Linked DNA regions of Sus scrofa: region 2 is linked to region 1. The links are chromatin contacts, called in public HiChIP or PLAC-seq maps. All regions are on one chromosome and are shown on one strand. The core of a region is the stretch at or near the end of the contact, and the rest is flanking DNA. Distances in the headings are between cores, read along the strand shown. Region 1 overlaps DST (dystonin). Region 2 overlaps DST (dystonin).

What was found. HiChIP or PLAC-seq counts read pairs in DNA pulled down with a chosen protein or histone mark.
Region 2: a contact with region 1 is called in an H3K27ac HiChIP or PLAC-seq map of skeletal muscle. The contact joins two enhancer-like sites. A contact is called at or near these places in 11 of 47 Hi-C or Micro-C datasets (embryonic fibroblasts, fetal heart ventricle, fetal skeletal muscle and 4 more) and 1 of 2 datasets of contacts at active chromatin or transcription factors (skeletal muscle).

Annotation. Positions count from the first base shown.
Region 1 is chr7:28,923,727-28,929,224 of Sscrofa11.1, reverse strand. All of the region lies in intron 4 of DST (dystonin), which reads right to left. Among named protein-coding and RNA genes, the nearest start is that of DST, 110 kb to the right of the region's middle. Within about 2 kb of position 3,119, at least 3 of the 83 cell types and tissues checked have an H3K27ac peak or open chromatin away from gene starts, as enhancers often do. A contact at or near this core is called in skeletal muscle, where this site is marked.
Region 2 is chr7:29,040,876-29,046,373 of Sscrofa11.1, reverse strand. All of the region lies in intron 5 of DST (dystonin), which reads right to left. Among named protein-coding and RNA genes, the nearest start is that of DST, 230 kb to the right of the region's middle. Within about 2 kb of position 2,878, at least 24 of the 83 cell types and tissues checked have an H3K27ac peak or open chromatin away from gene starts, as enhancers often do. A contact at or near this core is called in skeletal muscle, where this site is marked.

The sequences.
Region 1 (5,498 bases), core at 1,870-4,369:
AGCATCCTCACAGAGACAACATCCGGTCCTTAACCCGATAAGCCACAATAGAAGCTCCAATTATACCTCAATTTTTTTTGTGTGTGTGTGTGTGTGTATGTCTATTTTTGCCATTTCTAGGGCCGCTCCCACGGAATACGGAGGTTCCCAGGCTAGGGGTCGAATTGGATCCATAGCCACCAGCCTACACCAGAGCCACAGCAATGTAGGATCCAAGCCACGTCTGTGACCCACACCACAGCTCACGGCAATGCCAGATCCTTAATCCACTGAGCAAGGGCAGGGATCGAACCTGCAACCTCATGGTTCCTAGTCAGATTCGTTAACCACTGCACCATGACAGGAACTCCTACCTCAATTTTTTAAAAAAGAAAATAAGCTGTTTCAATACCGTATTTTTTAATGACCACAGACTACGGATTGTTTACAAATTAAAAAGGAAACACTCCTGGTTTCTTGAACCAGAAATTCAACAGAGAAGCTGTTGCATCCTTTTCAGACGCCACCCACAGAGATGACCTGTCTGCTGTGCTGTCCATTCCCGAGGTTTTTCTGGGACCAGCCTCCCTTCCATCCCTCGCCTCTCCCTGTGCCCTGGCCCCCTGCTCTGTCTCCTGGTTTCCTGAGCCGCACTCCCGACTCAGCCCTCCACACTGCTAGCAGTTATCCTCCTGAGGCCGATCCCACTGGTAACATCCTGCCAGGAGCCATGAGAGTTCCCCTCCCTGCCTAGAGAAGACTCCCCAAAGTTGGTGCGAGCCGCGGCCCCCCAGGCTCTTTTCAGTCTGGTCCACGGAGCCCACATCCATCTTCCCAGACCCTCAGCCCAGCCCTAACGTTCGCTAAAGTCTAAAACTGATCATGCACTTCAGCCAAAGTTTCAAAGAAGGTTCTGTGGCTGTACAAGAAGTGCAGCTGTCCTGAGGTTTCCCCTCCTGGTACCCGCACCCTTTCCGGGGGTAAAATCCTATTTGACTGTCAGGACACAGCTTTTCCCAACACCCAACCCAAGCAGAACTGTTTGCTCCCTCTTCTAAGAGAGGAGAAAGTAGGGTGGAAAACATAGCTGAGAAAATTGTATTAAAGGGATAAACAAATATATAAATTGTAAAAAGCCTTATTTGATCACTTACAGAAATAATGACACAGTTCAGCAAACGGACTGCTGCCTGAAATTCCCCTCCGGTCGTAAGCAGAATGAGATCTGTATAAATTACTAAGGGCTGAGAAATGGACACAGATCTTCTTCAAAAGCCGTGGTAAACTAACACCACACTGGAAATCAACCATACTCCCACGCAATTTTTTAAAAAAGAAATTGCCCCCCAAAATAAAATGAACCTAGATTATTAGAATACCCAAAAAGAAAGTCACTGTAGAGAGAGGAGCCCCAGGTAACAGAAGCGTCTGGGTTGCTTTTTAATTCATGTGAAATACCAAACGCTGAAAACCACAATGCTTCTCACTCAATTCATCAGGCTTATGGAGTCAAATAACCTTAGTGAGTTTTATACATTTTTACACTCAGTTGTGGAGCTAAAACAGGAAAGAACACAGTCAACAGTCAACTATATTCCAATATACATGTATTTTTTAATTAGTCAGGTTCCAGCAAACTTAGATACTGGGATTCCAGAAAACGCCAATCCTCTGTTAGACATGGGTTTAAAAGGGTTTGTCTTTCTTCTAAAAAAGATTTACTAGGAAGATTTGTGCCACTTTTTGGGGGAAAAAAAAATTACAGAAACAAGAAGCTTGTTGGTGCTGTTTTCCTCCATGAAATCTTAGCTATTTCAATTTTGAGATTTTTTTTTTTTTACAACTACTATGTCTTCCTTGATACTTTCCAACTCTGTGAATTAAAGAAAAACGTTTAACCTTTTTTTTTTTTTTTTGCTTCATTTTCTCTCTGTAAAATACGGGATAATAACAGTATTTCAAAATGTTATAGTGAAGATTAAATGAGTTATATAACATTTACTTAAATCAGAGCTTGAGAGAAAGGAAATAAAATCTGAATATTAATGATCAAAAAAAAAGGAACATGGGACAGCCCAGATATTCCATCTTTTGTGTCCCCTCTGCAACTTTCAAAGTTCTTCCAATCCCAGTCTCATGAACAGGCTCAGTTCAAGCTCTCCAGCTCCCAAAGACCCAGGCTCCTAGACCCAAAGGCAGAAACATACAAACGCCTCTGCCTGGCTGCAGAATAACATTAGAACATTGAGTTCTTCTCACCACCTTGACTTACAAATCACTTATTACTTGAAATCATCATTAAGCCAGAAAAACAAGTACCTTTACATTACTCCAATAAAAAGTCTGAAAAAGCATATAGCTTGTCGGGGTCAGTGTACTGTACAGAAGAAATTGACACCACACTGTAAATCAACGGTACTCTAATAAAAATAATTTTTAAAAAAATCAGAAAGTTTGTTTTAAAATACAGCTCTCTAGGCCCCACTTCAAAAGATTCTGAATTAGAACTGGCTGAGGGCTGGGCAAAAGCATTTTTAGTCTCCACTGGTGATTCTGATGTACTGTCCTGTTTAGGAACTTCTGCTATGGAACATTATTTACATTTTATATGATAAATAGGCTACCCTATTGTATTAAGGTGACACTCATTTTGATTTTTATTCCTAAATAAAAATGTCTTCCTCAACTCTAAAAATTTTGTTTTAATTTTTCTGAATTTAACAAAAGTAAAGAAAAAAGTATACAGCTTTTTTTGAAATTCTTAACTAAACTGAGTTGACTAACTTGTTGGAAAAACTGTACAAGGCTCAATCAGGACAGCAACAACAACACGACAAAGACTAAAGTAGCATGAGTGTGATATTTTGGGTTCAAAGTTAAATTCACCAAGAGTATCTAATAACTGGTGACATTCCTGAACTGATATGTGTTTCTTATGCTGTAAGGCAATGAACAAATTCCTCAGTCAATTTAAACCCTAATTATTTGGTATCAATTACTTTTCAAATCCATGTAATAATAACACTATAAAATACTCAACTATGTCATCTGGAAAATCCTTGGACTCTCAGCTATTCTCTCCGACTACAGTGAAGTCAAATACGTGTTATGGTTATTAACGTGTCCAGACTTTAGGTTTCCAATTTCAGGACAGACATTGCCGGTTGCAAACGCAATATCCATTCTCTCTTCTTCTTTTTTTTTTTTTTTTGGTCTTTTTGCCTTTTCTAGGGCTTCACCTTCAGCATATGGAAGTTTCCAGGCTAGGGGTCCAATCGGAGCTGTAGCTGCCGGCCTACACCACAGCCACAGCAACTCGGGATCCGAGCTGCGTCTGCAACCTACACCACAGCTCACGGCAATGCTGTATCCTTAACCCACTGAGCAAGGCCAGGGATCGAACCCGCAACCTCATGGTTCCTAGATGGATTCGTTAACCACTGAGCCACGACAGGAACTCCAATTCTCTCCTTATTCTTTACCAACAGAACTTCAATTCTGTTCAGGAACTAAATGAGGCCAGCTGAAATGTATGTATTTTCCTAGTCTACCTTGCAGACAGCAGTGGCCCCTGTAACAGTTTTGGCCAGTGAAATATAAGCTAAAAGTGCTCAGTGGGCTTCTAAAAAAAGCTCTTCAAAAGGAGGCAGAATCAACCAGTCTGCATCTTTGGATCTTTGTCCTTGCACTTCCTCTTCTTCCCGTGTGGAAATGAAATGCAAAGGGTGGAAGAGCAGCAGCCATCTTGTAATGAGAGAATGACCATATGATGTACCACAAGTGGCAGAGAAGAAATAATAGGAGTCTGGATCCTACCGCCAAATTGAGGTGCCCTACAGCCTGGCCGTCCTAGCTGGGGCCTCTCAGTCCCCAAGGAAAAAAAAGCACACTTTTTACTGGAGCGATGTGAAGATGCTTACTCTTCTGGCTTAATGATGATTTCGGGTAATGAGGGATAGGACATCATCTGTTTTCGGCTCCAAACAGCCCAACACAATCTTAACTAACACTCATTACCGGATTAAGCCTATTTCATTTTTTAAGAGCAAAGAGAAAGCCCAGACCAATGTTGTTATAACTAGCTACAATGTAACACTATCACGATGGAGCCCAGTTAAAGGTCACTTGTTATACAACTGACCATGAAGCCACATGAGCAGATGAAACCTGAAATCAAGTTTCTGCAGAATCTCAAAGCCAGCTGAAAACCACTCCGTACCAAAGGGACAAAGTTCCCAGAAACCTTTACACTCCAGCTTTCAATTCAACTGGCATCAAGGTTAGTTTACACAGCAAAAAGGCAAGATTTTGACCATTCACATATACACCAGTAGGCCATAAAACTGAACTGAAAATGACCACTACGGCTGGAACAGTTCTCATTTCCTTCTGTCACCAAGCCCATGAGTAGAATCACACTGTCCTGATGAGAGGAGAAAAAGCATTTACTCAGCGTTTCCGTGGAAAACCGAACATGATGCCTTTTTTCTTAACTGAAGAGGGTTCTTAGTCATATATACATATATATGCAGTTATTGATAAATAAGAAATCTGCCACTCAGCTTTCATAAAGAATAATAATGAAACACTTTTTACAGTTGTCTGGGGATAACCAATACATTTCCAGATCACTGGAAAAATACCCATTCTCTTGGACCAAAATAACATCCCTTCCTTGTCAATTAAGTCTAAAATGTATAGAACAGAATTTCTTGGGTTCACATTAGTGATCTCATTTTCACACTTAACATCATCAATTTTATTTTTTTAATACTCTCTTTCCTTTTCTTTTTTTGGCTACACACCCACAGCATGCAGAAGTTCCTGGGCCAGGCATCGATCCCTCATCACCGCAGTGACAATGCTTTTCTGTTTCCATACAAATTTTTTAAGTATTTTTTCTACTTCTATGAGAAACGCCATCAGTATTTTGGTAGGGGCTACAGTGATCCTTAACTCACTGAACCACCAGGGAATTACAACATCAATTTTTTTTTTGTCTTTTTTTTTTTTTTGCCTTTTCTAGGGCTGCTCCTGCGGCATATGGAGGTTCCCAGGCTAGGGGTCGAATCGGAGCCATAGCCGCCAGCCTATGCCAGAGCCACAGAAACTCAGGATCCGAGCCACCTCTGCGACCTACACTACAGCTCACGGCAACGTTGGATCCTTAACCCACTGAGCAAGGGCAGGGATCAAATCCGCAATCTCATGTTTCCTAGTCGGATTCGTTAACCACTGCGCCATGACGGGAACTCCCCCAATTTTTTAAAGTAACAATGTATTGAGGAGTTCTGGTGTTGTCACTGCTGCGGCTCAGGTCGCTGCACTGCTGTGGTGTGGGTTTGATCCCTGGCCCAGAAACTTCTGGGATGGCCGTGGGTGTGGCCAAAAATAAATAAATTAATTAAATTAAAATTTTTTAAAAACAAGAAAGAATGCGTTGAGAAAACAAAATCTTACAATGATAGGCTCAGACAGCAGAATTTCAGGTTATAATGATAGCCAATTAATGTTAATAA
Region 2 (5,498 bases), core at 1,629-4,128, 120 kb before region 1:
ACGCAGCACTCGCAGGATTTTGCAGCGCTCGGCGATGTGCGCACTGCACCTGCCTTTACCCCCAGAGGGCGCCCGTCTTTGCCTAAGAAGAATTTCCTAAGGAAGCGAAATAAGGTGGGGCCGGGGGCTGGGGTGGGCGTAGATGCTAAACCAGATGCTCAGGGTGGCCACAGAGGCAATACTTCAGTTCTATTTATTAGATTACACCAGGTCTGCATCACCTAAATGGCTTAACTGTTCCGCACACAACTCTCAAAGCCGTACCTTAACTTACAATTGTCAGACTTTACGTGGGCTACATCAAATTCAACTCTGAAGCTCAGATCCTCACAGAGCTGCTTATGTAATGTTTCAGGACGCCTTTTTCCAAAGTCTGACTCTGTTGTGGTTGATGTCAAGCCAGACAAATTCCACAAAAATCTGACCTCCCGGATTTCAGCTTCCTGCTACCCTGGAGCTGCAGCCGAGGTCACTAAGTGTTTACTGAGCTCCATCCAACACAGCTGAGGTCGCTAAGTATTTACTGAGTACCCATCCGGCGCCTGGGTATCACTGACTCCTACAGTGCGAAGGTAAGAAATGAGGCCTGCAGGATGGATGACAGCAGGTGAACTGAGCCCTCCCACAAAGATGGGGCTAAGAACCAGAAGAGAGAGGCAGGCCAGCTGGTTGGAGGGTGGGGGGAGACCCAGGAAAGAAGGGTCCCAGGAGCCAAGAGACTGGGGTGGGGGACCCAGAGGGGGGAAGGTGGCCGGGCATGTGGCGTGACTGCACCTGCCACTTTAACAAGGATATCACGGGGTAGGGGGATTAGGAGTTTGGGATTAACATATACACACTCCTATATATAAAACAGATAACCAGCAAGGACCTGCTGTGAGCACAGGGCCATTCTCTGTAGAGACCTAGATGAGAAAACAATCTGTAAAAGAAGGGACATGTATATACGTGTAACAGGTTCAGTTTGCAGTACACCTGCAACTAATCCAACATCGTAAATCAACTACACTCCAATTAAATGTTTGAAAATAAAAATCAGTAAAAATAGAGGCGTCTCATTGTGGCTCAGCAGGTCAAGAACCCGACTAGCATCCATGAGGATGCAGATTCGATACCTGGCCTTGCTCAGGGAGTTGTGTGTATATGTGTGTGTGTGTGTGTGTGTGTGTTTCTACATGACTGAGTCACTTTGATGTACAACAGAAATTAACACAACACTGTAAATCAAGTATACTTCAATTTAAAAAACACCTTTTGCAACAGAGCTGTTTAGAGCAAAAATAATTCCAATCTCAGGGCACACAAGAAAGCAAACAACTAACTGAGCCCTTCCACTTGCTGGAAGGGTGACAATGAGGCTGAGAGTCAGGCTTCAGGCTGGGAGGGAATGGGTGGGCAGGCAGGTGCTGTGGGGAGGGCTCGGGGGGAGCCAGCCGGCAGGGCTGTCTTCTGGTCACACCAACACCAGCCCTTTCCCTGTCCCGTCCTGGACACTGAGTGAGACCCCTCAGGGGAGGGGGAGGGGGCTCTTTGGTTGGGCTGGGGGGCAGGTGGGGACACACAAGTGGTGCTTCATCCCTCTTTGAGTCCCCAGGACTGGAAACACTAAGGGTCTCTGGGGAGTATAGTTTATACTTCTGAGGCCGTGACAACAGCTGAAACTTCATACGCAGCGAATGCACTCTTTACACACACGCTCGTCCCCCCAAGTCCTAACAAGCACACCACCGAGAACAACTGGGGCATCCTCCGCAGGAAAGCTTGGACGCAATCCGGGACTGCAATCAAGACAACTGTCGCAGGGGGTGAACACGGGATCTATTTTTAACGACACCCCCAGATGACGTGATTCCGCTGCCCTTGGCTCCCACCCAGGCCAGCGCTTCAAACCTCTTCCTGCTCAAACGGTTCCTTAAACCCGATGAAACTCCAAGCCCCCAGAACCAGGACATCTAGTTTCCAAAATAAACACCTCGAGGGAGGGAGTGGCTCGGCTGGGATGGGATCATAAACATGGCTTCATTCCGTTAACAACCTCACGGAAAACAAAATCGACAAATGTTCTACACGCGGTCGTTAAAGATTAAATCTCTGCCATGGAATTGTCCCTTCGGTGGGAAGACAAAAAATTCCAAAGACGCCACCAATTCCTTCAAGTGATCACCTGCAAAATGGCATTCTGGTTTTGCCGGATTTCCAGATCCCAATCCATTCCACAGAGATCCGTGGAGCAAAGAGCCCCAACAGCCAGCCTGGGTGTTCCCGGCCAGAATCAGAGGGCGTGCGAATTGAGGTCGCATACGAAAGCCTAAAATCTTGGAGTTCCCTTGCGGCTCAGCTAGTATCCACGAGGATGCGGATTCGATCCCTGGCCTTGCTCAGTGGGCAGTGGGGTTCGGATGCCGCATTGCTGTGGCACAGACCCGATCCCCTAGCCTGGGAATGTCCATATGCTGCAGATGCAGCCAATTAAAAAAATAAAATAAAACCGAAAATCGTAGTGGAGGTTATCTTCCCTCAAGCCCCGTCTTTTAAACAAGAGGAGGCTTGAGCCAGGACCACCTAGCTGGACAGGGGCTACATTTCCAAAGGTGGACCCAAGACACAGCTGGGGGTAAATTGGCCCAGTGCCCTAACAGGAGAGCTGTCCCAACCCCAAGGGCTTAGGGAATCTGAAACGAGTCCGGCTGAATCCTGGAGGTCACATTTGCAACCCCCCGACCCCCCCGCCCCAGTCAAGTACAAGTTCCCTACTTGTACTCACGGAAATCCTCTGCTTTTTTTTTTCACTTTAGTGTCAAACCTGCAGCATATGGAAGTTCCCAGGCTAAGGGCTGAGTCATAGCTACAGCTGCTGGCCTACACCACAGCCACAGCAACTTGGAATCCAAGCTGCCTCTGTGACCTAAGCCACAGCTCACGGCAATGCCGGTTCCTTAACCCACTGCACAAGGGCAGGTATCAAAACAGCGTCCTCATGGATACTAGTCAGCGTTTAACCCCCTGAGCCACAACAGGAACTCCCCCCAAATGCTGTTCTGTCCCCACTCCTCCTCCAGCTACTGATCCTTACTTTTCCTTCAAGGTCAAGTTCCAGTGTCACCCAAACCGTGAAAGGCTTCCCTCTGCTGCACTCCCCTATTCCATGGTTTATACCAGGACACTGATCACCATTCTCCTTAAAGAACGGTTTTATGTACATGACATACGTAAGTACAAGCCCCTCGAACAGACAGGACCGTGTCTTAGGCCCTCCTGTAAATGCCTCATGTTCACTCAGTGCCTTTCATACAATAGACAAAGAAGCTGTATTCAATAAATAAAAGATTAGTCATCTGTGCTTTGCCTGTGACCTGAGCCGTGCCCTTGGCTATGGGCCCTGGGGGCCTCCCCAGGGATGGAGAAAAAAGAGACACTCAGGAGATGGACCGATGAGCTCCATCCCACCACTTCCAAGCCAGGGGTTTGTCTTTGGCTCCAGGGCCACTAGGGCATCTGTGAGAGTGAGTACCTGGCACTGTGTCCTGTCACACAGTTGGAGCTAAATAAACACTGCTGAATGACTAACACAGAGGGCAACGTCCACTGCTGAAGGCCAAGGCTGCCCTGTTCCCCCTCACCCATCGAAACTGGTCTGATAAAGGACTGACAAAATGGTATTCAGGTAAATCAAATTTTAAGACTTAAAGAATCTTTTTAAAAATATTTTTGATAAAAATAGACGTTTTTCTGTTCCCCAGTGGAACAGAGAGAGAGACCAGAAACACACTCAGACATGTATAGACAAATGGTGCTCTGGGTTTTTTTTTTGTCTTTTTCTAGGACCGCACCTGCAGCACATGGAGATTCCCAGGCAAGGGGTGTAATCACAGGTGTAGCTGCCGGCCTATGCCAGGGCCACAGCAATGCGGGATCCGAGCTGCGTCTGCAACCTACACTACAGCTCATGGCAATGCCGGATCCTTAACCCACTGAGCGAGGCCAGGGATAGAACCCGAAATCTCATGGTTCCTAGTCGGGACTTGTTAACCACTGAGCCATGATGGGAACTCCACAAATGGTTTTTGAAAGACAAACAAAAGCAATTCAGTGTTGCATCTTTTCAAAAGATGAGCCTGAGAAAGCAATAGCCACATACAAAAGGATTCATTTCAACCTTGTCCTCAAACTAGATGTGAGACCCAAATAGAGAGCTACAACTATACAAACTACACAACTGCTAGATGAAAGCATGAGAGTCAATCTTTGTGACCTTGGTTTGGGTAAAGACATCTAATACATGACACCAAAAGTGTATGTGATAAATAAAAAGAAAACCCCCAAATAAGAGGGTGCATAACCCAATTTAAAAAATAGGAGTTCCCATCGTGGCACAGCAGAAACAAATCTGACTAGGAACCATGAAGTTGCGGGTTCGATCTCTGGCCTCGTTCAGTGGGTTAAAGATCCAGCGTTGCCGTAAGCTGTGATGCAGGTCGCAGACACGGCTGAGACCTGGTGTTGCTGTGGCTCTGGCACAGGCCGGCAGCTGTAGCTCTCATTGGATCCCTAGCCTAGGAACCTCCATATGCCACGGGTGCAGCCCTGAAAAGACAAAAGGCAAAAAAAAATTTTTAAATAAAGAATTTTTAAAAATTAAAAAATAGGCAAAGATCTGAATCTATATTTCACCAGAGAAGATACACAAATGGCCAAAAAGTACATGAAAAGAGGCTCAACGTCAGTAGTTGTTAGAGAAACACAAAGCAAGACCACAATGAGACAGCATTTCACACCCCCCAGGACAGCTAAAATAAAAAAGACTCTAAGTGTCCACAAGAATTCAGAGAAACTGGACCCTCCCCCTGCCCTCGACAGCCCCCCACCCCCGCCCCCACGTCACCCTAGTGGAAATTCAACACGGTGCAACCACTTTGGAAAATAGTGTGGTAGTTTCTTACACGGTCGACCTAGATTTACCAAATCACCCAACAATCCCACTCCTGGATGTGTACCCAAAATAAATGAAAATATATGTCCCTACAAAGACCTACACGTTTGCATTTATAGCAGCATTTCCATAACAGCCAAAAGATGCCCATCAACTGTTAAGTGGAAAAGCCAACTGTGATAAATGCATGGACAATAAAGAGGAAGGAATACATGCTGCCACTCAGCGGAACACACAAAAAAACTATGCTGAGCGGGAGAAGCCAGAATCAAAACAAAAAACCAAAAACCATATGATTCTATGTATGTGAAATACCCAGAAAAGACAAGTCTACTGAGATAGACGATCGAGCCATGATTCCCTAGGGCTCAGGGGAGTGGGGAGAAGAGAGCAGAGGGGACAAGGTTTCTTTGTAGGGCCATGGGAGTGCTTTAAAATCAGACTGGTGGGGACTGTCCCATTCTGTAAAGGTGCTAAAAACCATCCAATTTCGGGCACTTCAAACAAGCGAATTTTATGGTGTGCCCAACACCTCTCCAAAAAGTCGCTCTTCAAGCCAGTGGGCTCA